Linked DNA regions of Podarcis muralis: region 1 is linked to region 2. The links are chromatin contacts, called in public Hi-C maps. All regions are on one chromosome and are shown on one strand. The core of a region is the stretch at or near the end of the contact, and the rest is flanking DNA. Distances in the headings are between cores, read along the strand shown.

What was found. Hi-C and Micro-C count contacts between places; a contact is called where the count stands out from the background.
Region 1: a contact with region 2 is called in a Hi-C map of blood, with 2.0 times the contacts expected there. The contact joins the promoter of SLC38A2 here to the promoter of ARID2 in region 2. A contact is called at or near these places in 2 of 3 Hi-C or Micro-C datasets (blood and tail).

What each region holds. Positions count from the first base shown.
Region 1 is chr10:28,654,068-28,658,046 of rPodMur119.hap1.1, forward strand. SLC38A2 (solute carrier family 38 member 2) reads right to left here and starts at 2,567. Exons shown (of 16, transcript XM_028746254.2): 1 at 2,136-2,567; 2 at 900-1,144; 3 at 411-492; 4 at 145-260. The coding sequence starts at 1,018. It overlaps LOC144328961 (a long non-coding RNA gene), which reads left to right and starts at 2,675. Exons shown (of 2, transcript XR_013394340.1): 1 at 2,675-3,107.
Region 2 is chr10:28,440,591-28,444,920 of rPodMur119.hap1.1, forward strand. It overlaps ARID2 (AT-rich interaction domain 2), which reads left to right and starts at 1,824. Exons shown (of 22, transcript XM_028745963.2): 1 at 1,824-1,841. It overlaps LOC114605119 (a long non-coding RNA gene), which reads right to left. Exons shown (of 2, transcript XR_013394337.1): 2 at 3,918-4,172.

The DNA of each region.
Region 1 (3,979 bases), core at 1,317-3,816, 210 kb after region 2:
CATTCACTTGGCAACTGCGCTCAAGTTTCCTTTCCACGGTTACATTTTAGGCATGATCACATTTTAAAATGGCAAACGGAAAACATTAGCATGCACAAATACCAACAATATAATGCTGCAATTCTGCTGCATTCAAATACTTACACAAAGAGAGCAATTCCAGTGTTTGCCATGGCATAAGAAAGCCCAAGGATGCCACTGCCCACAATAGCATTGCTCAGATTAAATACTGACATTCCAAAGGAAGTAGTACCTGGACGCTGTGAATAAGAAAAAAGTGGTGGTGGAGGTGGTTAATAATTTGTTCAGAAACAATTATTTGCAAATGGTTTTAATTTGCGGGGGGGGGGGGGGAGGTCTAGTCTTCACTTAGGTACTCAATGCTAAAAATATAAGTGATGCATGCTTACATATTCAGTTTCATATTTCTTCTTCCCAGGATTGGATTCAAGTAAAAAGTTTTGGTTTTCTGGATCCATGTCTACATAATGGCTGTGAGAAGGGGGGGGGGGGGGGAAGAAGGAAAACAAAGCAACTTAAGTATTATCACTTTTTTAAAAAAGCAACATAAAACAACATTGGGGTTGTTGTTTTTTTTATTGTGTAATCCACCGATTTCAAATGGGCTTATTTTAAAATAAGATTTGGTCTGGGAAAGGTTCGGTTTTTGCTGCTGTACGTACAAACTGAGATACTGGCCATTCTTACGACATTTTTTTTAAAGGTAAATTTGGGGATGAAGGTTGAAATTCACTTCCGACAAAATCAATCAGAGATTTGTCATTGATTTGAAGAGGAACTGGACTGTGTATGACTAATTATTTATTATTATTATTATTATTATTATTATTATTATTATTATTATTATTATTAAAGCAATGCACAGAAACATCTCTGACCTCTTCATCGCAGCTGGTTTGGTTGGGTAGGGGTAGTTGAAGTCATTGCTGTTGGAACTGTAGCTGCTGCTGTCTTCATCAGGAGTAGTGTTGAGCTTGCCCATTTCAGCTTTGGTCATGATGGGATCCAGGATGCCTTTTTTGGGGGTACCGGATTAAAAGCAGGCAAATTAACTATTTGAGATAGTGGCAGCAAGCCTGGGCTCCTCTTGATCTTTTGTCCTTGGCTGCTGGACTTGCCTTGTCTGTGAAGGTAAGGGGGGGGGGGAGGGAAACGTCAATACTGCAGTAGTCCTCCCGAATTGGGTCACGTGAGCAGCCGCTGCCGCCGCTTCTGCTCACCGCGGCTGATTCATAGGCAGCCAGGCGAGTGGAAAAGTACCAGCAGAGATGGGAGGGAGGAGGGAGATGGCAAGGGAAGGAAAAGTACAAGAGTAGAACAAAGATAATCTCCAGCTTCGACACGGCAGCCCCCGCCACTGGGGGAGATCTGCGTGGGAAAGGCAAGGGGGTGCGCAACACAACACAACACAACACATATCTGCCCAACAACCCATTTCGACCTATACATCACTTGTTCTCCACTCTCCCCCCCGCAAGACATTTAAAGCTAGTCATTTTAATTATAAGGGTTGACTTTCTTAAAGGATAGACTAAACCAGGAGAAACCCGAAGTTGCCAAGGCTAGTTTAAGGTTCACGAAAATCGACTTGTGTCCAACCAGAAATGACACACTGACACACACAAACCTCTGTACAGGTTTGGGCAGCCAGCCAACTCCACCCCATCTGAACGGAAAATGATGCAACCCCGTCGGGCGATTGTCACATTCCCTTTCAGTACATTAACCACCCTGCCTTGCTCGTTATCCTTTCAATGGTCATTCCCTGCTATTTCTTTCTTCCACCCTTCCTCTTAATAACAATAACAATAATAATAATAATAAAGAGGGGTTCCTGCATTTCTAAAATGGAAAAAATGCAAATCAGTCACAAGACTGCACCAGCAGCGCCTGTTTTCTACTGGGTCTTCCCCATCCCAAGCTCTCCCAAGATGCAGCAACGCTGGCTGGGCTATTTCTTTTCTTTTTTTAAAAAAACACCCAATCTTACGTAAAGGAACGATTTGGGGTTTTTTTGTTGTTGCCATGCCTTCGCCACCACAGCAGAAAACCCCATGACCACAGATTCCCCCCCCCTCCAACCCCCTGAAACAGCCCAAGAAGATTATTTTTACCTCGATCAGTGAAGCTGGGGGGCAAAACCTTGGATGTTCCGGAGCTCCTTTCCACCCCACAAAAATTAAAATTCAAAAAAAAATTCTGAGATCTCCGCGATTTAATTCGCTTCTTCAACGGAAGCAAAAAAAACGACGACAAAAACCCTCAGATATTAACAATTAAAAGGCCCAGTAAGAAATATATATATATGTATATATATATACAAATTAAAATATCAGCAATAGGTTTGGTTTTAAATTGTTTCGTAAAAAAAAAAGCCGGTATAAAATAATAATTTATGGTTCTTTTATTAAATAAAGCAAGAAGAATCACGACGAAAATTCTGGAGGCGGAGAGTGAGGTATGCGGCTTGGACGCTTGGCGAGGTGGTTGGTTTTTGTGTTTTTCTCTATTGTGAGCCGCCGAGCAGCAGTCGCAGCATCAGCTCTCGCGGAACGTCGCGCTCAGGTCTGGGGAATGTCTGGCGATGCCTTCGCTTTTGAGGGCGGAATGCAGCGACGTCAGAGAAGGGGGAGCGGCGGAAGGACAGGGCGCGGCTTCCCCCTCGACAACGTGCAGCCGCTTCTTTGTATACCAACACGGAGCTCCGTCGCTCCGCCCCGGGAGCTCTTCCGACTCCGCCTTACGAGGCCGCTCCGGGGACGCTGTTTAACCCTCGGGACGAGCCAACTCTTTCCCGCACAAGAAGCGGATCACGAGGCTGTTACTTAGCAGCCGGGCGAAACTTGACGCAGGCGATTCTTCGAAATGATGGAGGCTTCGAATTACAATGGGGGCAGGGCTTTGCTTTTGGATCCTGTCCCCCCCTCCCTGGGTGCCTTCCGCCTCAGTTTCCCCATCTGCAAAACCAGAACAACACAGTGTCGTTTGCAGTGCCGGATTTATGTATAAGCTGAACAAGCTATTCAAGTTCTTGAAACGTTTCGTTCCAAATTTGCTAGACAGAGACAGACAGAGGATGATGACAGGTGGGTGACCTGCTCCCCCCAACATAAATCAAACCAAATTGTAAATTATACTAAATTGTACAGAACACCCTCTGGACACGGTAATGTTTTCTGGAATGCCACCACAGCTCACTAGTCTAATTTTTGGTCCATCAGCTGCTGATTTCATAGATAAATGTAATATCACGGAATTATCATATGCAGTGCTTTTTCCCTGGGGTTACGCAGGGGTGCGCATACTCCTAAACATTTTGTGAAATTATATTTGGCCTCATTGAGGGGCAGTATTTCAATATGAGTAGGAAAATGAGAGTACCCCTAAACATTTTTAACTTTTTAAAAGAAAAAAAGCACTGATCATATGTATACTACCACAGCATCTCATAAGTCCTGAGATGTTACCAAAACTGATTGATAAAACCTATGGTTTTAAAATGTTTAGATGATATGGGGTATGGGTGAAAATGGTGCCAAAAGGAAGACTTCCACCGTGGAAACACTGCATTTGAAGATTTTGTGTGACTTGAAAAAACCAAAACAAAACATCTCTAACCTTATTTACTTTATAGCTCATGTTTTCTTGTACCACCAATACTGCTAAAACTTTTGTCTAATAAGAACAAAAATTATGCTTATGGTATACGGTACTGTATTAGATTTTGGGGGTATGAATTCAGGACTTAGGAGTCATTCTGTATTATTAACCACCTAAGTCACAATTTCCAGTTAAGTCTAGGATACTGTTAATGTCACATGATAATGATATAACATATCCAGGAGGAAAATTATATGAATTGCCCTGACTTGTGTGCATGCCTTTAAGGAGTATTACTCATTCCTTATGTAACTGTGGTGCTGGGCATTTATAGATATACTTTATGGAAACTCTGCCA
Region 2 (4,330 bases), core at 574-3,073:
GTGGTTGTTTTTGTTTTATTTTACCACAGACCCTTTCAAATAAAGACAATTTCCTGAGAGCTGGCTTGCTTGTGCAGTTGTGCTTGTACCAATTCCTCACCCCCATTTTTTTTTTTTTTTAGAAGTTTCCACCTTGAAGTTAAATACAGTACAACTGTTTTAGACTTCCTTGTCAAATGTTCACTTACATTTATGTTGAATTTAATAACTCTTCATCTCACACCAGGTCCTGGACACCACTTAACATTAAGTCCAGGGTTCCCTCATCTCTAAATGGTTACAACATGATCAACTAGAGGACTGCTGACTGGTAAGGAAAAGAAAGATGGCAGAGGCCAACAAATCCATCTGAACATGCCTACCTGCAGCTTTGCTGACTCTTGAGGTCCGTATTTCATTAAACTGGAAATATTAATTTAGATTGCTGTAGTTTTGCTTGTTTATGTTATAATTGTTTAGCTGTTTGTTGGTCCTGTTTACATGATTTTGTAGTTTTTGGTAGTTTTTCTCTTTTTATTTTTATTACTTTGTTCCCCATTCTGGAATTGAAAAAAATTGATGAAGAATGGACTATAAATACAGTAAACAACAACAACAGTTGTTGTAAGGTACAGTGGTATCTCGGTTTACAAACTTAATCCGTTCTGGAAGTACGTTCTTAAACTGAAACGTTAAACCGAGCCGTGCTTTCCCTAATGAGGCCTCCCGCCAATGGTGCCCTTCCACCATTCGGATTCCGTTTAGACCGAGGTAAAGTTTGCAAACCGGTACACTACTTCCGGTTTTGCGGAGTTCATAAACCTAATCGTTCATAAACAGAACTGTTCTTAAACCGAGGTTCCACTGTACTGTCGTTTGAGATTTCTTTTAGGAGCAAGATCCAATAATAAAATAGAATTTTATTCTGAAGACTTGTACAAGATGTGCATATCTTAAGGTCACAAACTGAAAAACCAACTCTAAACATATCATCCCATGAAATTACGGTAAATGGAACTTTGTTACAAGAACTGCCTTTGAATCCTGAATAAACTGCCCTTAGATTCAAAGACTGGAAACCCTTACAAAGACTTAAATCTACTTGTAAATGAAATTTTTAAAAAGGATGAAGACAAGTTTCCCCAATACACAGGCCTTTATGAAAGTACTGGCAAGTAAAGCAAGCATTTCTCATCTTCACCTCTTCCAGGATCACAGGATTGATGAAACATGTTACATAAAAAGGGGCATATAAAAACCACAACTTCCTTGAAATGTCATTAGTTCAAAAGAAGCTTATTTCCAAAGAGACTTTCAGCCAACTATTCTGTCCCAAAAGGAAAAGGTACACTTTAATTCCTTTTGCACGAAGAGATTAATCTGTTAACCATATTCCTTCAGACAACTCATGCCCCATACTAACTATTTTAGGTCTTCCTCTACGATAAGAGATCTAGACAGGTTACCCGGTGTGCCTTTCCTGAAGTAGTGTTTGGCTCTGTGGAGGCTAACTTCATTCCTCATAGTGACGGTAGATAAACCAACCATCTTTACCCTCCTTTCAGTGGTCAAAGTCAGCATTTTGTAGTTCATGATGAATTTGCATGAAATACCGTACATAAAGGAATTAAGCTCGACTGCTTTCATAATGGCAGCCTTTTAAGGGAGGGGGAAAGGAGAATGGAATTTTGGACTTAAATTGTTCCATGGCAGTTGGGACAAACTGTTAGAAGGAAAGGCAAGCCATCCACCCCCAACTGTTTGGACAGTAGCAACATAATTCCTCCAGGGGTGATAACTCTCTACAGCGGCGAGTTAAAATGAAACCTTGGTGGGAAGTCACCTGCAAAGCCTACGACAATGTGAGTACTATGCATTTTAACTTAACGTTGCCAGCAATTTGTTCTAATGGCTAGTGCTTGAACACAAGGATGGAGAACCTGCACACTTCCCTTTAGCATGGCCAACCAAGTTCAGCACTGGGGGGAGACAGAGGCTTCCCCATCCTTCCTTCAGCCTCATGGTGAAGGGACAGGATACAATTATCCCTTGAGTGTCTGTTTGACTCCCATTTCCCTGTCCCGGGCACAATGCTCTTCCAATCCATGGGCAAGGCCTGAAAGGCTACAATGGCTCCTCTATGGTAGTTTTGGCATCTGTGTTAGCTGGCTGTTTCTGTAAGCTTCTGGCCCTCTGCTAGAACCTCAGGAGCAACTATTCTCAGCCTGGTGCCCTTCAGATATTTTGCTCCCAGGCAGCATGGATTAAGTGTTGTAGTCCAAAACATCTGGAGGGCACAAAGTTGGGGGAGGCCGAGTCACGTTATTATAAAAGTAATGGCAACTGGGTGTGCATGAGTGGGATAATGATTATTCTCCACTCCAGTTTAATCCAATAAGCAAGCTCACAAGTGTAAGGAAGAGAGTGTTGGAGACGGCAAGGTCTCTTTGTGTGTGCAAAGGTGGAGTCGGGCTAACCCTGATGGTTAGAGAATTCTCCTCTTGCTCCAAGTACAGTGGATGTGTTGATTAGATACACATTGCAACCCGTCCCGAAGGGCAGTAGAGAATGGTTCAGAGGCTGAAGTAGGCCGCAAAAGGGATCAAAAGCTCAGAACAAGATTATGGACATGGCTGACGTCTCTACTGTCACTGCAAACCACTCCAGGGTCTGGATAACTGGAGCTGACAATTCCAAAAAGAAATCTAGCAGGCTCCATTATATGATACAAATGTAGTCAAACTACCACAGGGACGTCCCTTGGATGATTTCTTCACTGCTGGGAGAATCTATTACATGCATCCAAGGAACATTTTTTTTAAAAAAACCAACCTCCTCATACTTTCATAAACAAGCTGTGAATGTTGATTGTTGCTTGTCTCTGTAAAGCAGATCCCTCCCATTGTTACTGCAATTCAGAAGCCTGAAGCAGAAAACAGCATATGTTCTTTGCTAATTCTGGAGGAGCTGCTGCCGTTTCCAGTGTAAGCCAACCAGTGCTTTTCACCAAAAAATGAGGTGTTGTACTGTTGGCACCGATAAAGGATGGAGCAGTGTGCACAATAGCATTTTCTCCGTTTCTTCACAGAGTAAGATAGCTAAATTAACCAGTACCTCAGAGATCCTGCTTCTCTGCTTGTTCTAGTTCTCAGTACTCACTTCCACTGGATTCCAAAATAAGCAAACAGAGATTCAGATTCACTGATTAACTGTAACAGGTGAAACTGCTCTTCAAAGGCTGCATAATATTGAAGCATGCATATTTTAGGGTTCTACCATCCCACTGCACTTGATTGCATTCGAGGGAGAGTTGAGACTTGCTCCATTACTGCAACTGTTTCCTGCAATTAGCACCTGGATTTGCTCATTTCCTCCTCTTCCTTCACCCTACCCGTTTTGGATTAAACTGTCAGCCATTATGATAGGGGACCTATAAATTCTACATCGTCTAAAATACTGTTACGCACTTAATTAGCAACAGTGGCAATAACTGGAAATTTTGAAATTCATGTAAATATATGTGCAGGACAATCTCAGCATAGAGTTAAATCCTATCATGTTCAATGGGAGTGCTAGAGATGCATGCTTAGAACTGCAGACTTAAGAACAAGACTTTATAGGAAATGGTGTGTAAACACACTAGAACTAGTTTTGATGTTCAGCACCCAGCTACATACTCTTTTTGCTCTAGTTCAATTAGAAGTCAATGCCTTGCCCTCTAAAGCACTGTTTTCTTTGCTCATGTGTAGGTCGGAAACTAAAATTAGCTTTGTTGAATCTTAGTGAATAACCCCCATAAGAACTATATTCAACTAGCTACCTTAACTTGTTACCTTGCACATAAATACAGTGGCTGCATTTGCATGCAACACTATAGATCAGTGGTTCCCAGTTAGCGAAGTACTGTGGCCCTCCAGTTTTTAAAAAGCCAAGCCATGGACTTTTGAAAACTTATTTATTTCTACGGTAGTTTTTGTTATGTGAATGGTGCCACAGAACCCGTGGGTGGGTTACACAGACTCCTTGTGGTCAGCAGACCATCCATTGGCAACCACTGCTATAGATTATCATTATGATGAACTCCAGCAGCTCTGCGGTTCTTGTACTCCTCCTTGTTTCTTCCTCTGGTGTTACCTTGAAGGGTTCAGAAGCTTTTGCTTCCATTCTGACCTAACCATAGCTTGTCATGGCATCTGAAACCAGACAAATTGCTGTTAGTCTTAATTATGATTAGTAGAAACAAGCTACCTCCCCAAAAATAGTTTTCAACAATGCTTTGTTTCCACAAACCAGTAAAGATTAAGTATAGTTAAAGTCTTGCATCAAAACCTTCAACTGTAGTGAAAGCTTC